2 separate regions of the Gossypium hirsutum genome follow, and region 1 is linked to region 2. The links are chromatin contacts, called in public Hi-C maps. All regions are on one chromosome and are shown on one strand. Each heading gives the region's core, a stretch centred on a gene start, on an enhancer-like site or on the middle of the called end of the contact. The rest is flanking DNA. Distances are from core to core; before and after follow the strand shown.

Region 1 (6,574 bases), core at 1,481-3,980, 310 kb before region 2:
TGTTTTCATGGTAGTTTCAATCCATATTCTCATTCAAGTTATCCTAATCCCCCCAAAAGTAAAGGATGGCTCTTTTTTCTGTATTTGTAAACAAGAATAAAGATTTCTGCAAGTCACGCCTGTTAGTCAAACAGAAAATATGCTTGATACCATTTGTTTGTGAAGAAGGAAAACAAAGTTATAAAAGGAGCAGCATTTTGCATTTTGTTCTACAACTTTTCAGTAAAAATATAAATCCAAAAGCTCCTTTGATGTTTAAGTCTATCAGAATTCACATTTTTTTTTATGTTTGTTGTTCAACTCTTTGAAGTTTTCTTCTTTAATCCCACCTAGGCTAAGTGTTAATTTATGCTTTATTTTAGTACCATTAGTATTTATGTTTTTAAGATTGTTGTTATGCAAGGAAGCTTGTATAATCCTAGCAATATTGTCTGTCTTTTATTTGCTTGACCCTGTAATTTGCTTGCTGTGATGTTGTTCAGAACCCTGCAAACAAGAAGGAGATTATTTGTGATGAGAAGTTGAAGACGATATTCGCCGGGAAGGAGTCTGTCGGAATGTTAGAGATTAGCAAATATCTCTCCCCACATTTTCTGAAATCCAAATAAACTTTGCCTTTGCCTTTGCCTTTGCCTTAGCGTTAGCCTTTTGTTGGAACTTTAAGACTTAAGTTGCATTGTGATGAATCTGAAAAAATGCTTTTGTCATTAGTCTTTTTCAGTACAAATGCTTAGACCCCTTTTTTCCCCTCGATGGTTGAATATGGTTGCTTGTTTAGAAAACCCTGTATTCATCCACCTATTGATGAAATGACGTGGAACATGCTTATCGTGACTGCTCAAATTTTTTTACTTCTTTTATAGTTCTGGTGATTGGATTTTCATAGATAATTGAGTTGCCTTGTGAATCGTTCTGCGTAACACAAAAATTGTGATTGTAACTATTTTTGTCACTAAAGTGTGCTTACAAATCTCTCCTTTATTGTTGATCAATTAATTCCCAACATTTTGTGTTTGATCTGAAAGTTTAGGCTTTTTTAGAAAAACTAGCCTAACAAATTATGAAAATTACCCAAGTACCAGATTATTTAGGAAAATGACTTAAAATGTACCGTGTTTTTGGGTGACACCACTCCAAGGCGATGCCATCCCACTTAACTATCACCCATTTATTACGTTAATGATTAGTTGAATAAAAAGTTATTTTTTTGGCGTGGTCGGCATCCATACGAGTTTTTTCAAATATTGTATTTTCATGGGTATTTTTGTAGTAAAAAAATATTATTATTATTTTACGGTGTTGCCTCCTTCAATGGAGGCACCAAATTAATAAACTAAGAAATATTATTTTACTGATTTTAGTGAGACTACGTGAAATGACTACATCGGAAAAAAGTTAAAAAATTATTGGTGTTGTAACATTAGGAGTAGGCATCAAGAAATTTTCGTATTACTGAATTGGGTGACTCCACATGAAGTGATGGCATCGAAAAATTTAGAAAAATATTACTGGTGGTACCGTCTCATCTAGGGTAGGGACCAGGGAGAATTCCTTTTTACTGACTTTGGTGACTCCATGTGAAATGGTAGGGAGAATTCTTTTTACTGACTTTGGTGACTCCATGTGAAATAGTGGTATTGAAAAATTTTAAAAAATATTGGCGCCGCCACATCTAGAGTTGACATCAAAAAAAAAATTTTACAGAAATTTGGTGCCTCCGTTGAAGTAGGCAGCACCAAAAAATTTAAAAAAAAAGTTTCTTAGACTGGTGTCGCCAGTTATAAACCTTTAATCAAAAATTTTTTTTTCACACATTTAGTGCCTCCATTGAAGGAGGCGATACTAAAAAATAATAAAAAAAGATATATTTTTTCTCTTTACTCTTGAAATACCCATAAAAATATGGTATTTGAAACAACTGCTGCCTTGGAAAGTAGTGGGACAAAAAAAATTAAAATTTTTTGTTCAGCTATTCATTTGGCTTAATAGTTAGGTGATGATTAAGTGAGATTTTAGGATAGCGTCGTCGCGTTGGAGAGTGATATCACTCAAAAATGCTATAAATTTTAGGTTAATTTTCTAAATAATTTGATACTTGAGTATTTTTACAATTTTTTAATATTATTGAGTTAGTTTAAAAAAAAAAACCCGAAAGTTTAGCGGAGTTGGTAAAACATGAAAGGGAATCATTTTGCAAAATATGAAGGTGAGATGGAAGTGTGTGAAAAGATGGTTTTGGTTCATAATTTGGTGCAGTCATGCTTAACGTAATTAACTATTTGATGTAGGGCTTTAATTGAAAAATGGTTCGGTTGATGAGTTGGAAAGTATTAACTATTTGGAGTAATTAAACATCAAATAGCTTTGATTTGCGCTGTTTTTACCACTCAGTTTTTGTTGAGATGATGGTCTAAATCTCTGAATTGTGAGTACTGGAAACTAGGGAGTTTTTGGATTTATTTTGATAAAATAAATTTTGTAAATTTTTATAAATACTTTTATGAAAATATTTTTAAATAAAAATATAATCAATAATTATTATATAATATTATATTAAAAATAATTTTTATATTTATTTATTCAATATAAAATTTTATTTTTACATCACATTAAAATTAAAATTAAAATTAAAATTAAATATAAAAAAAACTAAATTATTAGTTTAACTCGCATTTCTTAAAAAAAAAAATTAATAACTCGGTGGTATCTGTCGGTGGTAGTGTTAAGAAGGAAAAAGGGGAAGCCTAGTGCCAGGCCCAACAGTTGTAGAAAATTAGAAAACATGGGAAATAAATACTGATGAACTGCGTCTCGTCTGCTGCATAGCATTGCATTGCGAGGGTGGCATTACGTTGCTTTCTCTTATCTCATTTTTTGCGTCTACATCATATCTTTCAGTGCCTGAGCCAAGCGCCGATCACCTCTTTTCCCTGCCATCAATCCATTCCATTGCCTTCCATCCTAAAACAAAACAAAAATAAATGGTCAGCTCCCTTTCTCTATAACCACCGTTTTGTATTCTGGTATGAACTTAACGTTTTAGACTTGTACTTTGCGTCCTCGCCTGTCTTGGGTTTCCGTTGTTTTTAACTGCAGATCTACACTTGTTTGACTTAGGATCGATCTCGATTTATTTATTTTTTATTTACAGTTTTCGAACAATGTATTCGGATCCCATCCCATGTTTTTTTTATTAGATATATTTGTAGGAACTTGTTGATTGAAACTAAATTCGGGAACGCTGTATGTAAGTCTTAGATCCCATTGTCGTAGTCTCTTATAAGCAATCTTAAGTTACAATCCTATAACAGCGATAATGATTTGGGGACATTTTACAATCCTTGATTTTGTTTTATGATGGTGGTGCTAGGAGTCTTGTCCTTCTATAAAAAATATCCTTCTCCTGGATTCCGAGGGGAATCGTGTTGCTGTTAAATATTACTCCGATGAGTGGCCCAATAACAGTGCTAAGGAAGCCTTTGAGAAGTCTTTATTTACAAAGACTCAAAAGACCAATGCTCGAACTGAAGGTAAACAATTTGTATTCCTTTTTGTCCATTCACACCTCTCTTTCTCTTTGTGCCCTGTTTCTTTTGTGTATAGATTATGTGTTTAATGAGGTTGGGGGGAGGGTTATCCACTGGACCGAACCGGGACGGGTGTCAAATGAAGATTCAAATACAAGTACTTTGCCACTCCACCTACAGAAATAATCATGTTGTTCAAGTGTAACAAGTTAACAACTATAACGCACACCTATCTCTCGTTTCGCTTTTAATTTTGATTTGTGATCATACATTCTTAATCTAAGGGAAACAAATAAAGTTGAAGATAAATGAAGTCTTTTCTGGCTTTGAAAGATATTGAAGATATTGTTTTTTGCATTTTGTTTTATTGGTTTTGCTTGGGAGGACAAGAAATATCATTCATTGACCTTTCATAATGTATTCATACCATTTCTTCTTGATTGTGATTGTTGTTTCCCTGTTTACAGCGGAGATAGCAATGTTCGAGAGTCATATCATTGTGTACAAGTTTGTTCAAGACCTTCACTTTTTTGTTACTGGGGCTGAAAATGAAAATGAGCTCATTCTGGTAACTGTTCTTCAAGGGTTTTTTGATGCAGTTGGCCTTCTTCTAAGGTTTTCATAATCGCTTATTACCCTGTTTACCATATCTTTACGCGTGCATTGCTACCAACTTACTGCGACTCCTTTTGCTTACTACCATTTGTTCCAGAGGGACTGTGGACAAGAAAGAGGCACTGGAGAACTTAGATCTCATTTTGTTATGCCTTGATGAGATTGTCGATGGCGGGTATGCAACATGATTCATTGTAGTTAAAAGTTTACTTTTTTATAAATGAGACACCATTTATCTTTGTTTGTTTGGTAATAGTCAAGATTCCTTTAATTTTGTAACTTTTTACTTGCTGCCAAATACTAAAAGTGTAAATGAGACAATAAGGAATAAACGGGGGCAGGGGAGAACATGCAATAGACTAGTTTCTCTTCAACGATCCTTGCCCTTAAGGTGCATCATAAAAAAAATGTCTTTTTATCTAGGTATTAGCAAAATATAATCAATAATTCTTATATAATATTCTATTAAAAAGACATTTTTTATGTCATTTAGAATGCCATCAAATAACATGGATGTTAAATTGGGTTGAACCAATTATACAAGTAAATAGAAAACACTAGCTTGTATATTTTACCCTTCTAACAATCATTAGTATTGCAAGATAATATACTTCTTGGTGTGTACTTGCCTTTCTAGCAATGCTGTGGGTACCCTTTTACCTACAGATGAATTCGTTCCATACGTCAAGGTATTTAGACTTGGCTGGAAACTTAGTATGTAAACAAAAGAGTTTTGTGACTTACAGGCAGGAACTGAAATGGTCATCTTAGGGGTTCTGAGCTATCTCAATCCACTTAAAGCCATTAGATTGATTTGCTATCCTTAATTCTTTTCTTTGTTTCTACTTTGCAGCATCATCCTAGAAACCGATGCGAATGTCATTGCAGGGAAGGTTGCTAGTCATAATATAGATGCGGCTGCTCCTTTATCTGAGCAGGTATTGTTACTTTTTTTGAATAATTCTTCCAACATGTCTCCATCAGCTGGCAGACGTTGAACCATATTTGAATTTTTTTTGGTTAATTTTGTGTTTTGCAGACAATAAGTCAAGCATTGGCAACTGCTCGGGAACATTTAGCAAGATCTCTCCTCAAGTGATGATTATAAGGGAAAGGAGCAAAGCAAAGAGTTTCGAATTATTATTATTTCTAGCTTTTTATTATTCTTGTATTTGTATTTTGTACCATGGCTGCTAAGCACCGACTTAGTCCGAGTGGATGATGATGCCTTGTGGTCTGGCTAATATTATTTATTTTTATAACCCCAAAGGGATTGGTTGCATTTACCCCATTTTTCATGTTTTATAGTAGTAATCTTGTTGAGTAATTAAGAGTATATGTCCTTCAGATGGGTTAAACAATATATTTATATGATATGGTTATTATTTATGGATGTGATATTGTAGGTAGATTCCCATGCATGTTGGCACCTACCTTACTTTAGGATTTACACGTGTTTTCTAGATGTAAGTTCGCTTACATGGTAGTGCGAACCCACATTGTGCGGTCTTATAGAAAGGTGCGAGAACCTTGTATGCGAACCTAAAGTGTGAACTGCGTAGAGTATGGGTTAGAACCCAATTGGGTAATTGAGTAATGAGTCGATAATAGTGAATATCATAACAATATGTCCCTCGATTGGTTTAAAGAAGAGTTATAAAGCGACTCTAGATGAGAGATTACATAATGAGAAGCTTATTAAATACACTTTGTGCTTTAACTTGTCACGTACACTTCGCCATGTTTAAAGGAGTGATACAGTTATGTGCAGTTGATTCTGCCCTTATTCTCGGATATAGGAATCGTTAAAGTGTAAAACCCTTTTAAAAGGAGGTTACTTGAGCTTTAAAAATTAAATTGTTTGAATTAGAGATTTTGGAGGAGTCGCTGTTAAGAAGAATAACTTTAGAGGTAATTTTCTTAAAATTCTCGTTGTTCTTGTGATTTTTTCTGGGTTTATTAGAACAAAATGGTTAGGACGAGAGGAAGCGGTCGTGTTATTCAGGGCATCTTTTCACAACACAATGAGGTGAGTACTCCAGTGAAGGCAAAGGTTTATGTTTGCACCACTGAAGAGGAAGAAATGAGTCGTGTTTTGGCTACTCGGGGAATTCAACTACCCAATTTCGCTTACGACTTCTCAATCGCCGAAGGATCAAACAGATTAAGCAACACCACTGATGGAAGTTTTCTACTTCCATTGCACATGGTAGAAGCAAGTTTCCATTTACCACTCCACTTTTTCTTCTGCCATTTTCTCGATGAATAAAGAATAGCCTTAAAACAATTATTTGGCTTTTTGTGGTGGGTCGCAATGATATGTTTCATTGAATGTAGTTAGCAGGAGGAAGTGTCATTGATCGTTGTTTTCCAGAAGTTGTACCAACTGAAAGTGTGCAATCAAGAAGGTTCGGTGGGTTTGTTTTATTTCT
Region 2 (6,618 bases), core at 1,657-4,156:
CTAGTATCAACTTCCTTACCTTAATATCGACCTAAGATGACCGATTGCTTCACTCCTTTCTTCCTCCTTTCGATTCGGCCAAGAAGAACCAAAGAACACAACTTGTTTTCTTTCTTCAATTCACGGCAATGGGGGGGCATGGATGAGACAATTTTTTTTTCATCAGGGGGGCATGGATGAGACAATTTTTTTTTTCATCACTCCTCCCTTTGCATTACTTTAATCCTAACCCCTTTTTTGTATTCTTTCTAACATAACACACTAACACAACATGTTTACAACATGTTTCCACCCATAGCATGGCCGGCCACTATGCTTTAATTTTGGGAAATTTGACATGCAAACCCTTCATTTTCACAACATGCATTAATAGGCCACTTTACATTTGCCTAGCACATTTCTAAATTTTCTCACATAAGTCCTATTTGATAAAATTCACTTACAATTAACAAAATTCAAACATGAAATTTTCACACATGCATATGTACATATAATGAGCATCAACTATGACGGCTAATTATTTTTATGACTCGGTTTAGTGGTCCCGAAACCACTTTCCGACTAGGGTCAATTTAGGGGCTGTCTCACATCTTGTGTGAGAAAATCAAATTATATTCTTTAATGATGGATGAGATCTAACACATGTTGCGGATTCTTGATAGCTTGAGTGAGTAGCATCGAAAAAAGCTTGTATAAGTAAATCAACTTTACAGTTTGTGGAAGTAAATTAATCTCATGTATCCGAATTTAAATTGCTATTGTTCTCTAGACAGAAAATGAAAATTAAATGGTAATGAAATGATTGAATGTGAATTCCGTTGATTTGTTTTAGTATCGAACAAGGTTGAATAGTATGATGTAAAATAATTTGGTTGTACATGTATGTGAATTTAGATGCCATGATCTTATTATGTGAGGTATTAACCTACAGGTTGTCTTGTGGAATGGCTTATGAATATATATAAATAAGGATGCCAAGGATATGCCATGTTGCCTTTGTGTTTCAATTACTTGAATTGTTAAAATGACAAGGTAAGTTAAGTTCATTTATTATGAACTTACTAAGTGTTAAATATGCTTACTATGTTTCATTTTTTGTTTCCGTAGTGGTCATTTTGTAGAACGCGTCGATTGGATCACCTCGAAGCTCACACTATCCACCTATCGATTCGACAGACTTTTGCTCATTTTAAGCTTGATTATGCTGCACGTACATAGGTGTTTATTTGAATTATGGTTTGGTTTACACCTTTGTTAATGTTTGATTTTGGAAAGCTAATGTTCATATATGCAATAGTGTATGTTTTGGTAACTTATGTATCTTTGTGTTTGTTATTTAAATGGTAAAATGAGTATGGAATGGGGTAGTATATGTGATGGTAAGAAATGGAAAATGCATTGATTTTAAGCCGGGGTCTTTTGATGTTAAAAAAGCTTCAATTGGAGTTCATAATACTAAATATTATTTATGAGTTAGGCAACTTCTTTATCCAAATGCTTAGTATATCTAGCTTGTGCAGTACACAAAACACTAACGGATGTTAAGCCAATTGCAATTTGGGCAACAACTGGTACAGGCTCATCATCTTCATTAGTTAGAGTATCCACCTTAATATCTTCAACAACATGCTTTCCCTTTTTTCACTTTGAGAAATACTTTAGTTCCACAGACCTCATCTTTTTCATTAATAAATGACTTTTGCTTGAGAGAAATTGGAAAGATGAGATATGGAAGGGGCAAAGTGAGCCTCGTGTTTTTGATCTCTGCATGCTTTACCATGAATGAAACGTATGGGTCTCTAGTCTTTAGTGTTCAATTAGAGTAGATAGTCATGTTGAAACATATGTAACTCTCACAATATGGCTAGTGTGATAGAAATCGACATCCTATAATTGGGGGATGATTCTCTCGTCTGAGTGCACCTACACTTATATTGTCGTGAAGGTAAGCCATAAGAGAGTGTTGCAATAATTTTGTCTCCTTGGAAAAATATGCTCCTTCGGTTCTCATTATGTTGGTTGCCATTACAATACCTTTGGAAATTTTAACTTGATGGCACTTAGCTATGCAAGGTTTTAGGTAAAACGTAGTAAACTATTTGTTTTGGATGCTTTTGAAAAACTAAAATCCTTAAACCTTATTTATAAGTTTTAAATTTACAATTTGAGGAAAGGTTTACAAGATAAATTTGACACCCACATGTGTTGAATTTAACTTTGTTTTTCGTTAAAATTAAGTAAAATTACACTATGTGTCATTTTAAATGTTGTTAATAACTCGAGACCTATGGATGTTGAGTTTAAGGTTTAAGCTTATCCTCATTGATTTTAAAATTAAATTATACTATTACAGTATAATTTTAAAAATTACACCATGAACTCAACACTTAAATTATTGAGTTGTTGTAATCATATCAAAATAATTACTCTGATTACAATACGATGTGGATGCATTGACAGTGATACCATGCACACTAAACTTAATACTTGTAAATATGGAAACATCTTTAAAAAAGATATTTCAAAAGATAACTCCCAAAAACATATATTAATAAATAATAATAAAGTAACTAATAACATTGTAAAAAAACTTTATAGATTGATAATTTCTTAATTTTTATATTATTATAAAAAATCGCCACTAAAAATGAAAAACTACATTAAAAAAAAGGAAAATAAATAGGAAAATGTGAAAAAGCAATGGATTTACTTGGTAATATAAGTTGTTGGGCAGATATGTCGTAGTCATATTGGTGTCGTATAAATCACAAACCAAAACGGCTTTGATTTTAATGCAGAATGACGGTTCATTGTATTTGGACTGTATGGAGTTTTTTAACCTTGTCCACCTGCATCCACGTCATCATCTACAATAGATTCCTAGTCCCGACACCCCAGGCTAAGTTATTGGAACAACTTAATCATTTTCATATCTACACGCAGAAGACTGCGCGTGTGTGTGAACCCCCTATATATAATACAGATTCCGCTAGTAGTTGTCTGGGATGCAACTAATTTATTCACATTTTATTTTAAAGGAAAAATACTTATTAAAATTTTAGAGTTGATATTATTAAGAGGACGTCATAAATTTTATACATAAGTCATAAAATAAATATAAAAAATATTATAGCTAATTCTTTTTTGGTACCTGCAAAAGCAAGGTGTTACTGAAGCATTATCTTCTTTTGAAAACTATTTAAACCTTATTTAGACTTTGATAAAAATATTCACTTGTTTGAAAAATATTTAATAAATTAGACATAAATTTAAAATATTTAATTTTAACAGAAATCATATATTTTTTTTATGAAAAGTATATTTCATTATGTAATTAATTTTTTTATTGTGCAATTAAAAACAAGAAATGAATAAATTAAATAATAAATAAATAGATAAATAATAAATATTTTTTATTTAAATTTGGGTAAACTATCAAAATAGTCACTTTTATTTACCTCAAATTACATTTTGATCATTTATGTTTGAAATGCTACGCTTTAGTCACTTACGTTATGTTACATTTTTATCACTGAGCCATTAATTATCATTAACGCTGTAACAGTAAGCTAACGTGACACGTTAAATCATTATTTCAAACGAAAATTTTAGGTTAAATTATACAATTCCTCTCTATAATTTTTCGTTTTAAGCATGTTAGAGATTGTGTGACCCAAATCCCGTCACTTATTGAAAAAATAAATATAGTGACAAAATAAGGGGATTTGTAGGGGCGAAATCCCCGCAGTACGGAACATACCGCACAAGTTGAGTCCGTATATAACTATATTTCTACTACTTGACTTTGATTAGAACAGAGTTTTTCAATCCTTAAATAAATTGAAACTCCTCTTATATCTTTCATTTTTCAACATTAGTGAATTTATTCTCCTCTACTTGTGGTTTTTTTTCCCGAAAGGGTTTTCACGTAAAATCTGTGTTCTTATTTTTTTTTCTTATTGTTTTACGATTGTTCTACTGTCATTATCGACGTGCATTATAATAGAGCATTTTTTTCTTTTATGTTCTTTTAAATTTCCTTTTTTTTCCATTCTCTTCTGCTTCTCCCTTTATTTTACTCCCTTCTCCATTTCTTTTAAAATAGTTTTTCTATGCTTTTCATTTCTTTTAACATAACTTTTTTATGTTTCTAAAACACGAAAAGGTGAAAGCTAAAACGAAAATAAAAATTGCCTCGCACATGCTCACCCCATTCTTACCCCATAGTTACAAACCATCATCATCCACTGTCGCTTTGACGGACCAATTCGGATCTCTCAATAACCTAGTCCACAAGCTTGCCTCACTCGAAGACCTCGCCAATCGTGACCTATGGCAGTCTACCTTCAACAAATTTCCTGAGCTCATTCCCTCAAACTCCTAACCAATCCCCATGCCCACCTTATCTACCTTACCTACAACATTCTCGCCCTCTCGAAACTACGTTGTTTCACGAATGCTTCAAACGAGCTCGACACTTTCAATGACTAAAATGACCACCATACGAAACTTACCCAAACCAATTTGGTTCCATGCTCCCTTTTTCTCTTCGATTCATCCATGATCAGCTTCCAATAAAGCTTTATTGGGAGAGTATCCAAGAAGGTTTAGATCAATTTTATCGTTTACTTAATTTTATTCGTCAAAAAAATAAAAGAAAAGGAAAGGAATAATCTACACGATTTTTGTCAAATTTTGGAAAAGGAAAAGAATTGTTTTGAATATAAATATTTCAATTTATGCTTAGATTTGATTAAGGCTATGCTTTTTTATATTGATTAGTTAGACCTAGTTTTAGTTTCAAAATTAGGTTATAATCAAATCAAGGTTTGATTAAGAATGATTGATATTTGGTTTTTGGTGAAATTCAATTTAGGAATCATGTGAAAGAAACAATGACTTGATTTATAGTTTACCCTTTGAATTTTGCTCAGATCTAAGGTTACTTGAAGAGGAGGTGGGCATTCTTCAAACTTGCTTTATATGATGACTCATGTTTTTCGAGTTTTAGAATTGATTTGATAAAAGTTAATTACTAATATTATTAGTAAATGATGAATTTTTATCAACTCAACTCTAAAATTCAAATTAAATACTAAAAAGTTAACATTATTACTTTTAAGTACTAAAAATTATAAATTTTGTCAAAAATAATTTTTAAATTAGACAAAAAGTTTAAGTATTACATTAAAAGATATATCAAATAATGGATTAAGGGAAAAAAAAGGAAGAAAGAAAGAAAATGAATTGGACGTGTCAATTTAACCACATAAATTTTGCAATAGATAGAAATTTAGGCATTGGTTTTGTGTTTTTATGTCGGCTATATAGAATACTCAAAAACATAAAGGATAAGATGAACAGGCGCGTGGTAGTGAGGTGCGAAAAAGATGGTCGGGGACTATAAAGTACGGTTGAAAGGCATTGAAGGCAAGAGAGGTCGGATTTATTTGCATTAAAAAGCAAAAGCATTTTTTATGGAAAATAATTTAAAATATTTTTATTAAGAAAATTTGTTTTTATTTTATTTTTTAAATATTTTTATATTGATAATTTCAATTAAAAATTCATTTGATTTTAACATAAATTTTTAATAAATATATTATTTTTCATCCATATTATGAATGTATAATAAAAATAATTAAGTCTAAAAGTAGGGGTTCTATGTTCCTTAAACAAGATTTCCAAGTTTAAATTTTATTAATAAATAAAAATAAGATTCAAAGGCAAAGCCAAAATTGGTGGCAAGGAGAGGCCGAGATTAGAGGTTTTCATAGACATTCTTCTACTTAAAATTTAAAGAAATTCTTTTAGGTGAGCTCAAGTTCAGATAAGCTCAATTTAATTTTTTAATATTCCATCTCACTATTAAAAAAATATAATAAAATTGAAGTAATAATTTAATGTCAGCCCGCCTAAATAGAAACTTATCATATTGTATAAGCATTAATGTCAAAAGAAATTAAATTATTTAATATTAACTTATCAATTAACATAAATATACATATTTCTCTTAATTTAGTCAAAATCATTGCAATTTTTCAAATACCTAAAGGTTTTAAAGAAAAAAAAAGGTAAAAAGGACATAAAATGCACACAAACTCGAATTGATGTCTATAACCATGCAAAGCATCAAATTATATAGAAAGAACATAAGCAAAGATTTAATTTTATTATAATTCTCAAGCATTTAACTAGCATTTAAGTGTGCTGGATTTTTCTTTAAATTATTCTAAATTTAAGTCAATTCATTTTATTTTGTATTAAGTTTATTACAATTTTAGTAATCCAACATATATAATTTGTGATATGTATTCGTAAATTTTTTTAAATGAAGTTATTTTATTATAAATGAAAAATTAAGAGGCAGCTGACTGCCCTAATTGTATTTGTAAATGCGCATGCATTTTTTCTACCAATTTCCTCGTTGTATCGGTGTATATAGTTTTTTGTCGTCTAATGATACTATTTTCAAATGTTTCAAATTCAGACAATGTATTATGCATTTTTGACAAATTTTATTACTTGCAATTGCTGAGTTGATGTAAAAAATTCTCGCTAACACCTAATATGGTACCATACAGTTTTTGGTCAATAAGATTTGGGTCTATTTTTCCA

The links. Hi-C and Micro-C count contacts between places; a contact is called where the count stands out from the background.
Region 1: a Hi-C map of leaf shows a contact between it and region 2, with 3 times the contacts expected there. The contact joins the promoter of LOC107929414 here to the enhancer-like site in region 2. A contact is called at or near these places in 5 of 34 Hi-C or Micro-C datasets (callus and leaf).

The regions. Positions count from the first base shown.
Region 1 is chrA08:110,321,587-110,328,160 of Gossypium_hirsutum_v2.1, reverse strand. It overlaps LOC107929414 (coatomer subunit zeta-2), which reads left to right and starts at 2,730. Exons shown (of 6, transcript XM_016860829.2): 1 at 2,730-2,984; 2 at 3,371-3,530; 3 at 3,995-4,142; 4 at 4,240-4,317; 5 at 4,996-5,080; 6 at 5,182-5,428. The coding sequence starts at 2,982. The coding sequence ends at 5,241. LOC107929407 (upstream activation factor subunit UAF30) reads left to right here. Exons shown (of 2, transcript XM_016860820.2): 2 at 483-834. The coding sequence ends at 608.
Region 2 is chrA08:110,014,334-110,020,951 of Gossypium_hirsutum_v2.1, reverse strand. No RefSeq gene overlaps it. Among protein-coding and RNA genes, the nearest start is that of LOC107929452, 10 kb to the right of the region's middle. Within about 2 kb of position 2,906, at least 3 of the 9 cell types and tissues checked have an H3K27ac peak or open chromatin away from gene starts, as enhancers often do. A contact at or near this core is called in leaf, where this site is marked.